Regions from separate parts of the Mus musculus genome. Here region 1 is linked to region 2. A link is a contact called in public Hi-C data. All regions are on one chromosome and are shown on one strand. The core of a region is the stretch at or near the end of the contact, and the rest is flanking DNA. Distances in the headings are between cores, read along the strand shown.

The links. A called contact is a pair of places that touch in the nucleus more often than the background predicts.
Region 1: a contact with region 2 is called in a Hi-C map of the N1E-115 cell line, with 4 times the contacts expected there. The contact joins the enhancer-like site here to the promoter of Sez6l in region 2. A contact is called at or near these places in 2 of 484 Hi-C or Micro-C datasets (the N1E-115 cell line and cerebellum) and 1 of 9 other capture datasets (embryonic stem cells).

The regions. Positions count from the first base shown.
Region 1 is chr5:113,156,665-113,162,472 of GRCm38.p6, forward strand. The region is part of intron 6 of 2900026A02Rik (RIKEN cDNA 2900026A02 gene); the gene reads right to left. Among named protein-coding and RNA genes, the nearest start is that of Gm42161, 14 kb to the left of the region's middle. Within about 2 kb of position 2,472, at least 38 of the 459 cell types and tissues checked have an H3K27ac peak or open chromatin away from gene starts, as enhancers often do. A contact at or near this core is called in the N1E-115 cell line, where this site is marked.
Region 2 is chr5:112,573,505-112,579,696 of GRCm38.p6, forward strand. Sez6l (seizure related 6 homolog like) reads right to left here and starts at 3,694. Exons shown (of 17, transcript NM_001253916.1): 1 at 3,268-3,694. The coding sequence starts at 3,364.

The DNA of each region.
Region 1 (5,808 bases), core at 1,222-3,721, 580 kb after region 2:
TCAGGAGGCTCCCCTGGCCCAGCCCAGTCATCCCCAGCTGAGTATCCTGCCTTCTGCCTTCCTTTCCACAGCACACCCCACCTGCTGACACAACTTCCTCAAGTCTGTGACTTGGCTCAACTCCCCACTGGCTGAAGTAGACCATCCTGCTGGCTGAGGGAGCCCGCACACAGAGTACAAGGTGGCACTGACACTATCCTAAGAATCTCACACTGGCATGGACTAACACTTACCCAGCACCCACTGTGACTGCTAACACTTACCCAGCACCCACTGTGACTGCTATCATTTACCCAGCACCCACTGTGCACAGGGCCTTGTTTGTACCACCTCACCAGCTCCTCAGGAAGCCCAAGAGGAAGCTGAGGTACTAACCCCATTCTACAGATAACACCACTGAGGTTCTAGAGATGAAGGGTGGGCCGAGGCCCCTGTGGTGCACTAAGAAGTGAACCAGCCAGGACCAAAAGCCTGAGACCCAGACTTGAAAACCCACACTCTAGCCAATCTGAAAACCTCAGTGACTCACGTCCTGTGGCTTAAACCTCTGTGCAGGGCTAGGACTGGAAATAGCCAGTTCTTCCATTTCAGCCACAGACCTCAGTGAGCAAGGCTAAACCGGGGCCTTAGCAGGGTAAGAAGTGAGACCCAGAACCTCGACCAGGGCCACGGCAGAAGCAGCAACATGTTCCAGGGTTGTCAGCAAGCAGCAGGCAGCCCTTGGCCATCTGTGACTCAAATGCATGGACAGTGCTCACATCTCCTGAGCACCCACTGAGCAGCGTGGCCATGACGGAGGTGACCTTCCACACATGGCCCTTCCAGCATGGTGGAACGGCACAGTCACCAAATTTAACTTTTTTTTATACCTCCCTGGTTCAAACCCCAGCTCAGCCTCTCCCTGAATATTAAGGAGTTACTGGATCTCCCAGAGCCTCAGTTTCTCCATGTATTTAATAACAATGACAGCATCCACTTTAGGGCTGTTGTGAGCACTGATGAATCACATGTGGAGACCATGGGGGGGGGCGTCTTGCAGGCTTCTCTGAGACTGTTATTACCGACGTCATCACCAGGAAGAGGCCACAGGCTGCAGAGGGCCATGGCTAAGCAAACACTTCACAAGAATGCCGGGGGATTGCGGGGGGGGAGGACGGGGGGGGGGGATGAGAGCCAAGCCAGCTACATTTAGACATTTTCCATCGAAAGAACAAGCTCTGCTAGTGGGGTGGAATGTGGACAGGCCAAACTTGGCCACCACAGTGGGAAGCGGGCAGCTTGTCCCCAGCATTCCACAGACAGTGACCCCGCCCGCCCCCCAGACCAGGCACGGCCCTTGCAGCATGGGCTGCCTTGGTTTCCCTATTATGTGTTGTGTTCCTACTGTCCTGGGCTCCCACCATGCAGCTCTGTGGGCCTACAGCTTCCTGAGCAAGCTGAGGGACCCACTGAGGACCATCCCCAGGCCTCACCGCAAGCTGGATAGGTCAGGAATAGTGAGAGGTGTGTGGGGGGTGGGGGTAGGGGGGTGTTCCATCTCTTCCAAAGTGCATCTGAACACGGCTGTTCCCCAAAGCCCAGCCCCTAACCAGTCCTACAATTGCTAGCCCAAGCCACAGACAAGGAAGCAGAAATTCAGAGCAGTTGTGTGACTTCCCCGTCAGGAATGGCTAGAGCCACATTGCAGGCCAGGCCTTCTTCCCACCAACACCCAGGGGGTCCCTGGTGCCATCTACGTCATCCTGAAAGCTTATGCACTCCATATGGGCTTCACCAGAGCTTGCCACGCCACCTTAACCCTGGCAGCCTCTGAGTTCCCATTCAGTGCCTAGAAGTGGTTGAAATGGGACCAGGGCTTTACATACTGACTCTGACACGTCCCAGTGGGGGCCTTGAATAAGATACCAAACCTCACAGGCTTCAGTTCCCCTCAGCTGCAAAATGCAGGTACTGCAGAGATCTGCTCACAGTGGCTAGGGTGGGGATGGCCTGAGTTGCCCACGAGACCCATGAGGTTCGTGCCAGGAGACTTCGAAAGGGCTCAGAAGAACAGCAGGGGCTACAGCGTCCAGTCAGACGCCCAGCAGCAGACACACGGACCCAAGGAGGGTCTGTCTACCTGGCTTATCTCATCAGCAAGATTAAGTGACTCCAAAGAGCCCCAGAAGAGGAAGCCACCAGCTCTGGTTACTAATGACAGGGTGACAGAAACTCAATCCCCTCCCACTTCCCAGCTGATGCAGGGCAGGCCCAGGAGCTGGGGGTGGGGGGTGGGGGTGGGGGTGGGGGCCTCATCTCCGGGGCTGTGTGCAAGACCAGGCTGTAGGCAGGAAGCTACCCACAGGCAGACAGCCCCACAGCCCTACAAATGGCCCCTTTGCAGACATCTGCCATAGCCACTCCTGGCCAGGCCACCCGGGGACCTGAGGAAGACTGAGAAATCTTGAGAAAGATCTGAGAGTGCTGAGGTTAAAGGGCACGGGGAACACCAGAGAGCAAAATCCTGCTCAAGCTGGAAGGACTGGACTGGGTGATTAATCAAGGCCGAGGACAGGAGGGAGCACGGCCATCAGACCCTGCGCTTACTTACTGAGATGTCTGTCTGTGGTACCAGGATGGAACCCAGGCCTCATGGATGTTGGGCACGAGCTCTTCTCCTGAGCCAAATCCACAACCCTCTCCTCCACATTTTCAGTTTTGAGACAGAAACTGAGTTACTGAGGCTTGAACTCACTCTGTGGCCCCAGCAAGCCTTGAACTTTTGATCCTCCTGCCTCAGCCTCCTGAGAGGCAGGGATGACACAGGCTCACCCCCCCCCCTCCCGGCCTAACACGAGCACTTTAAAGATGTGACTGCCCATGTCAGTGAGCACACACAAGAGCATGTGAGCTCACAACCAGGACTCACTTGGTCAGTGGGCGGTTGTGAGGCCCTGTTGTGGATTCCCACATAAAACAGTAAACAGTAAAGTGCAGACTGGGATCCTGCTAGAGATGCCATGGGGAAACATAGCCTTTGAATGGAGCAGTCCTCCCATGAGTCCTCCCTTCAGCTTCCCAGGAGTCCTCCCCTCAGCTACCCTTGAGTCCTCCCTTCAGCTACCCATGAGTCAATCCTCCCCTATCTTCATTGATGAGTCCTCCCCTCAGCATTTCCCTTGATGTGTTGGTCATGACTGGTCCTGATGGTGCTAAGGGATTGGAAGGAGGCTGCCCCACCTTGTACAGCATCGAGCAGCACCCTTGGCCTCTATCCACAACATACCACAAGTACCAGTCCCCACCCTCCACCCCCAGTTAAGGCAACCAAAAATATCTCCAGACAGACTGTCAAGCATCCCCAGGAGGGCAAGTTAGGCCTCCCAGAGCTCAGAATCCAGTCTGGAGTTTCACAGCAGTGAGCTCATACAGATGATCCCCTGCTTGCTTGGAAGGGGACAGAGGGAATAGAGGGAGCTATGTCATGTAGCTCAGGCTGGCCTCTAACTTGCTATGTACCTGAGGATGACTTTGAACTCCTAATCCTCCTGTCCTCCCCAGCTGAGCTCAGGGGTGCGTGTCACCAAGGCCACATACGGCTTGTACAGTGCTGGGGAGGGAACCCAGAGCTGACTGCACGTGTGCCAGACAAGCCAGCTGAGTCCCTTCCCAGTCCTTCCAACTACTGACTTGTTTTATGTTTATGTGTGTGTGTGTGTGCACACGAGCGCACATTGTGTGTGCATTGCATTGTGGATGGAAGCCAGACGATGGTGAAGGATCCTTTGGAACTGGAGTTACAGATGGTGGTGAGCCTCCCTCCATGTGGGGCTTCCGAGGGAGCAGCCAGTGCTCGCCAGCCCCTGTGTTCCAGTTCTCTGCCGGAAGGCTGCACCTCGGTGTTCCCGGACGCCTCCTCTGTGCACACAGCAATGCTGAGCATTAAATGCTGAGCAGCTATCCTCTCTCTGGGCATGCACACAAAGGAAATGACTCCCATGCTCCACAGGAGACCACACATGCCTCCTTGCTCATCAAAGCGAGAGAGGTCACAGCCAAGCAATCTAAGTGGACAGACAGGTCACCAGGCTGCACCACGCACATGCTTGCATGCACACACAATGAAACACTACACAGCCTTCGCCACTCACAGCATCATGGATGAACACAAAAGACACCAAATTAGGTAAGAGCCTCACACTGCATGATCTCAGTAATAGGTGCAATCTAAAGTCAGATTATACAGAGGCACGGAGCAGGGTGGGTGGTGACCTGGGGAATGAGTGCAGAGATGGGAAGACAGCCATCCAAGCGCCCACAGGATGACAACAGCCATGTACCATCTGGGGAGAGGCAGAGGGCACACTACCCTCCTTGGCTCCCTGCTGAGGCCCCGCTAGACGGCCTCTCTGAACCTGACACTGGGTCACTGAGAAAAGGAAGCCCTAGCAGTCTCAGAGTGGCCCTGGGCTGCAGATGTAAGTGAGGGCCTGGAGGAATTGTGAGACGGAAGTGTGAGAGGTTGTACAGCCCGCTCTGCAGATGAGGAAGCTAAGCTGCAGCCCGTGGGTCTCCCACATTTCCAGGCTTCCCACGGAGGACATGGGTTAGGCGTGTCCAGCTTAACTCTGTAGGCGGAGGGCTGGTCCTAAGCCGTGGTTTCAGACACCTGTGCTGGCCAGAGTCTAGTGACTTGGTGGGACAGAGATACTGCAGGTGGTTTCCATAGCCAGGAGCCAGCAGTAGGGCCCAGGTGACTATAGAGTTCTACCATGCCACACCCACAGAAGACCTAAACTACCTGTCCTCCCAGCTTTTCTTTTGGTTCAAGGAACTGAGGCTGTTCACAGACCTCAGACAGGCTAGGCTGTCTGTATTCCTGTGGTGAAACTTGCTGTGTATGCTCAAACCTCCTTGCTCCCAGTTCTTCTGCCCAGCACACCCTCCCCCAACCCCTTCTTAGATCCCCCAGGGCTATCTTGGCAGACTCTGACAGACTTCACATCCCAGAAGACCATGTCTGCCACAGCACCACGCTCCATCATGCATGCCAACATACAACCACATTCAAAGCCCCCTAAGGAAATCCCCAAAGCATCTTGTTTATGCTGTGTTCAGAGTGTCAAACTTGACCTCAAAATTGCCACTGCCGCTGTCGGTGGGTATGAACACATGACCACAGCTATTTGCCCATGTGCGCGTGGAAGCGGGCACTGTCTCTTGGCCACCTCCCTGCCCTGGCACCAAAACACAGCTGAGCACTGGGACCCTAGGGGCTGCAGACTTCAAAATATAAATAAGCAGGGCATGTGGCATAAACCTCTACTGTTTGGGTGGCTGAGGCAGGGGGATACCCAAGAGTTCCAGGCCAACGTGGGCTACAGAATGAAACTGTCTTAAAAAGAAAAGAAAAGAAAAGAAAGGAAAGGAAAGGAAAGGAAAGGAAAGGAAAGGAAAGGAAAGGAAAGGAAAGGAAAAACAGGAGCCAACGGTTAGTTCCTCTCTCTCCTTAGGTTCTGGCGCATTCCAAGTGTTCTGTGCATCATCTGTAGCTTACATTTGTAATAATAATAATAATAATAATAATAACAAACAAGGAAAGTTAATCAATAAATGCCTGGGAGGGGTTTGTTTCCCGGTGATCTGAGGGCATCAGGAACTGTAAAACACCCATTTTCCAGCCATTCCACGAGGGCTTTGGCGGGCAACGCTAAGAGAGACAATGTTTCCAAAAGCTACATTTTAGCTCAGGAAAATCTGTGTGGCAAGTATCTCAAGTATCTGCAAATATTCAGAAAGAAAGGAAAAAAATAACACTTTTCCAAACTT
Region 2 (6,192 bases), core at 2,444-4,943:
TGTTCTTAGGGGAACAGGAAACCACTGCATGTGTGCGAACATATGCCGGTTTCTCTTTACACGAGTTACAGAATCCTATAACCACACTTCTAGGTTGGTCCCATCAGCCCTCCATTCTATTTACGTCCTACAGATGGCAGAATGGAGTACCAGACAAGAAGGTCTCTCTGAAGGTTAAGTGCACCTAATCAATGAATGGACTGAGCTTTTGGGTTGAGGCAACTCTGATTTCCAAACCGTTTTCCTGAACCTTGCTAATTTCCTTCTCATATTCAATCCGACCACTCACCAGAGCAGCCTTGCCTCCGCCCTCGTTTTGCAATTGCCACTATAAGGGAGTCCAAACACTGGCAGAAAAGGGCTAGATGAGGGTCTGAGTTGTAATGACACCTTGCGAGTAAGCATTCTCTGCAAACTTCTCATCTCTGTGTCCCCCCTTTTCACTGTGTGCCAAAAGCTGACAGTAATCTCTCCCTGTGACATAAGGACCAGATACCTCCAGTGGCAGGGAGTGAAGCCAGGTGCACAGACCACCAGGCTGAGAACCATCCTAGCTTTCAACAGGACATACACGTGTCTGCCTCCTTCCTGCCCAGCTGCAGCTTTGAGCGCCCCTCGTGGAGGCATGCAGTATGGGCCTGCCACGCAGCCATCAACTGGCACACAGGAGAGCCTTGTGTATTGCGCTCCTTTGAATGGCTTGCAGGAACGGACTCCTAACCAAAAGTCACAAACCAAATTGTTCGGGAAACATCCTTTTTTATGCCTTGAAAGAAGAAAGAAAGGAAGTCGATATGGTTTCCTAATGACCAGCAGAACTGTGTGAATAAAAGAAGAATCTTTTAAGTTTGTCTCGGGTAGTCCCTGGTGGGGGCAGCCAAAACTCTTTGAAACAGAACGGCACATAGAAAAGCACACTTAAGGCCGACGTAACAACGATACATCTCACCACATGTCAGAGGCTAGGGGAGGCAACAAATTAGAGTCTTACTGAGAGATACTGGATTTGCTTTGTTAATCCAAGGGGAAAAGAAAAGGAACGGCAGGCTTTGCAGTCTCGGCGTGTGCGTGCATTGCTCTCCCATGCATGTCTTAGGCAATAGGGGTCCTCTTAAAAAAGACAAGCTACACTTTATTCCCATCAAAACGGCCCAGAGAATGCACAGCCTGCAACAAGTTCCCACCCCTCACACTGCATGCAGGAAGACAAGTCTGCAACACTGGGCTCCTCTGATGCCTCTCCTCTCTGGTTTGTGGATAAGAGCTGCCGGTTAAAAATAGAATTTATTGCGGAAGATCAATTGTTTCCAAATGGACCATGAGAACTGGCAGTGCCCATGGGCCACCCTGGCTCCCTTCTTATGACTCAGTCAGAACCCCATGGTTAGTAACGAGCCTTTGGATGAAGTGTATCGTGGACTTTAATTTGGCAGTGACCTGAAGTTAATTAAAAATATATGCTCACTAGCCGCGTGGTGTGGAGCAGTTGCAAAATATAAAATGTCTAAAAATTGACATCACAAATGCACACATCCTGCCTTCCCTCCTACACTCTGGCACACACTGAGGAATCAGGATACAGGATCCTGATCTTGGGTGACATTTTCCTATATGCCATTAAGACCCCACCCCATGCCAAGGGTGGTGCCTTAGAGAATGTCAAACTCAGAGGTAGGGCCACTTTAGAAAAGATGGTGAGCCTCTGGGCATCTTTGAGTTCTGCTTGTGGAGTGGCAGGCACACACACACACACACACACACACACACACACACAGATTTAAGAGCTGGGGCAGGGCAATCTGGATTCAGTTCAAGGCCACCACGTTATTGTTGGAAAGAGACAGCTAATTAAGAAAAGGCACGCTGGGTAGAGACCATTGATTTAAACCAAATCTCTTTTCCCATCTTTCCTAGGGAAACTGCCCAGACCTGGTGTAAATTGGAAATACCACTGTCTCACAAGGGGAGGGGGTGTTCTCAATGACATGTTTTGTTAAATAGAGGAGGCAAATCATGCCCATCGCTCCCATTTCTGGGTCCAAGAGATTGGGGATATAATGTCTGATGTATGCTGAGGGTACTCCAGGCCACAACGAAGTGATGGGACCCAGAGCTAGGGCCTGGAGCTGAGAGCTGTCCGGGGCCTCTGGTGCTGAACTCAGGGGCCCAGAATTCCCCGCGGCGAAGCGGCAATGCTTCTCTGTCCTCAGAACTCCAGATCATCAAGAAAACCTCAATTATACAGAACTCCAGATGGACGGGGGTGCTGGGGAGTGGGGTAAGCGCTCCATGCTGTGGTCAGCTCAGGCAGGCTCCAAGCTTTGTTTTGTAAGTTACCACGGGAGGAAACAAGAGTCACACCTTGCCAAGAGAATGAGAGGTTAAGTGATCCAACCCCAATAGCTGACACCGTGGGCTCTCCTGGTGTCTTTAGCTCTGGTGGCTGGGGGTGGGATCAGCTTTGGGTGAGTTATTTGCCTCCCTCTTCTCTTCACCTCAGCATCTCACTGTAACTTCCTGGGACCCTAGCAGGGTGGAGCAAAGGTGTGACTCCAGGCAGGTGAAGGAACCGACAATCTCGACAATCTCCATAAACTCAGACCCCCTTCCCTTCCTAAGCAGCAAGCACGTGGGTTTCACCAGCACCCTCTCTTCACTCCTAATATCGATGAAGCTGTAGAGGGATAAAGGGGGCCAAGCCCCTGGGGTTCTAATATCTCTCTTCTCACCAAGTTCTGGGAGCCTTGAGCTCTCCTCCATCCGAAGAAGCCACACCCAAGTCCAATTTCCTGACACCTGGCTGGGACCTATCCAGGAGACAGCCCCTCCGGATAGTCCGAGACAGCGTGGGATGGTGGGATGGGAGGGAGTCTGGTTCTGGAGACAGGCAGTCAGCTGTCCGCTTCCTATACCTATCCTCTTCCACAGAGCCTGGCAGAATAACCTGGCAGCCAGCCCCGGGTGCAGTTGCAGAGAGCTTCCAGAATCTGAAGGTTTGGAGAGGACCCCACTCCCAAGAGCTTCTCCCGGAAGCGTCTCCAGACTGCAAACGGGAGCCCAGAGACCGACGAAGGACCCGCAGCCTAAGGCGAGAGTCCTTCAGATGCGTCCCCGCCTCCGCGCTCCGGCAGGGACGAGGTGCCCAGCCCGGTATCCGGGCGGTCCCGCGGGTGGCGCGTGTGTTCCCAGACCAGTCGAGACCCCCGACTGCTCGGGTCAGCCGCAACAACTTTACCCTCTTTGGGCCGGGGCCCTCGGGGTGCTTACCTTCCGCCTGAGCTGCCGCGGGGCTCCCCAGAAGGAAGGCGACAAGGAACAGAGAGATCCTGTCGGGTCCCGCGGCTTGTGGCCGTGCCACGGGCATCGTAGCTACGGAGCTGGGGTCGGCGCAGAGAGATCCGTGTGGTCGGTCCAGGCAGAGGGATCCGTGCGGTGGAGTCCGGGCAGAAGGATTCGAGCAGCCGGAATCAGGCAGTGCTATCCAGGGAGAGAGAGAGAGATGGACAGAAGGCTCCAAGCAGCCGGATCCCAGACCGAGGTCCAGACAGACAGAGGGATTGGTGCAGCGGGGTTCAGGCAATGGGATCCAGGCAGAGGGATCTGGGCAGTAGGATCAGGGCAGCGGCTCCTGGCGGACGCGCAGCTCGCCGTGGCTCTGGCCGAGCTGCACCGGGCGCGGGCGACGGACGAGTGAGGAGGAGCCGCGGGCGGCGAGCGAGCGGAGGGCGGGGGCTGGTGCCCGAGCGAGAGAGGGAGCAGGAGAGAGAGAGAGAGCGAACCAGCGAGCGAGCGAGGGAAGTGAGCGCGAGGAGGCGGCCGAGGGCCGTTCCGGGGGCAGCCTGGCCCTTAGGCCCTGAGAAGTTAGTGATATCGCCCGGTCCCGGGTGGGCTCAGGGTCCCTACTCTTTTTGCGGATGCTGGGACGGTCAGACGAGGCGGAAGAGCGCCCGATGTGTCCTTGCGAACCCAGTCGGCGAACAGCCTGACCTGTATCCCCACTATACAGCCCTCTCTGGCCCCTGAGGTCCCCACCCGCATCCACCTTTCCCTCCCCTATCCGCCAAATGCATTGGTGCTTCCACAGAGAGTCCCAGTGACCTAGGAAGCCACACCGACTGCATCCAGGGACATTGTTGGACCAATGCACAGGACCACAGGATCCTCTGTCTGATACCAAGTGGTTCTTCACCCTGGAAACGCCCAGCCACAGACTCCTGGGTCCATGTTATGATTTCAGCTACATTAGCACTCTCAACAGCGCTCTGCAGATCCGCCAGGCTTCCAGAGCCGAAGCCCCGTTTCCCTCCCCCGCCAGTGGAAGCTTTGGTTCCAGGCCCATCCTCTGGCGGCCTCTGTCCAGTTGAGATTCTCTAGCAGCGTGTCTTTCTTCCACAAACAGAGGAGACGGGGCGCAGTGGGTGAGGAAGACAAGAAGCCACTTATAGCCAGGCATTGGCCAAGGGCCAACTGGAAGATACCTCACACCAAGGGAGACAGCTCTCCTTGTTCTGCTGAGTCTCACAGCCCCAGCTGGCTTCCCAGGCCCCTCACCCCAAGTTAGAAGCCCTCCCCTCCCCCACTCCACCTTGCCACTCCGCTCAAGCAGGGAGCAGATGGAAAGAAGGTTGTAGCAATTGGGGGTGGGGGGGGGGATGTCTTTAGCAGAGTGGAGAGACTGGGAATCTCTGAAAACAACGTAGGGGAGGGGAGCATTGGAGGTGGGAGGAGCGAAGGAGGACTATTCTGGTCCTGGTTCCAAATGCCCCTGTCACTCATTTACTCTTGGGATGCTCTTTGCTTGAAGCTCAGATTATCAGGTGATGGAGAGACCCCCAGTTCATATCAGGTCTCAGGAAGTGGGGATTTGAGAAGGACATGCAGAAGACCTGGGTCCTCCTCTAGAGGGCTAGCAGCAGGCCATCCAGTAACCCCTGAGGAATAGAAGCATAAAGCAGGAATACAGAAACATGGAGGAGAGACACAAGTGCCGGCTTCCTCCTTGGAGATGAGGATAGAAAGGCTTGTAAACACCCATGGCTCACCGGACTCTGGTGTGGTCTCTGTTTTAAAGTCATAATGATCGGCAGTGGTAGAAGTGATCGATATCTCCCCTGGATGCCCTCAGAGGGTCAACCTCACCAAAGCCACTCAGCCAGGAAGTGATAAGATGGATGAATTCAAGACCAGGCCTGAGTTGAAAATCAAATCACCCAAACATGATTCTTCCCCTCAACCAAGATGGCTACCTCTGGGGTGAGACTTGGTGGCTCCTCCTGGCTGTTGGTGGCCTCCCCACTTCCAGCACACTGCTGGAAGTCCATCACTGCAGTCATCGATTAGTAAGGGTAGGTGTTGAGAGCATCGGGCAGATGAGTCACCAGAAAGAGCCAGCTGGGGTCAGAGCTGGAACAAAAGTACATGGTTGGGGGAAGATCTTCCCCATTACCAGACCCATTTTAAAGAAGAGCAAACTGAGGTGTGGGGAGGCAAGGCAACATGTTCAATACCATGTATAGTCTGGTTCTGCCCAGGGTTGTGCTCTGTCTACTGCCAGATTATGCTTGGTCTTGGCTTGGGGTCAGAGAAGCCCAGGTTCTGTTCCTGAAGTTGGGGTGAGCCTGTAGGTCTGTTCTCTTTACATGCTGCTGTGGGAGTGACCACCTTTGTGCAGTTAAAAATCAGCCACTGAGGGCAAAGGCTGGAACCTAGCCTCACCTCTGTCTTTGCAGAAGGCCAAGAATAAGTGGCTTGTATTCTCTGGGTTCTAGTTTACTCTTCCAGAGGGGTAGGAATAAAATTAATGCCTGGCATGTGGAGTGACTGAAAATGAGCAACAGTGTCCTTGAGGAGTGACAGGATACACTGTGCATGCTTACAGGATAAGGGAGAGGACCTCAGGGGTAGGTCAAGTCAAATCTTAGTCTGGGGATTGGCCTCAGTCTGAGCAGTTGTTACCAACAGTGCCCAGGACCTACCCTAATGCACGGTCCACCCCAGGTGCTTGTGGTCACAACAGCGAGCAGACAGGAAGCTGGAGCTTCTGACTACTTCTTTGACTTTGTGAGAGTCTTTCTGTGAGCCACCAGCCTCTCTGGAGTTGATCTCTCACTCTATCTATTCACCATCCATCCATCCATCCATCCACCCACCTACCCTTCATCTGCCCATCCACCCATCCATCAATTCTTCCAT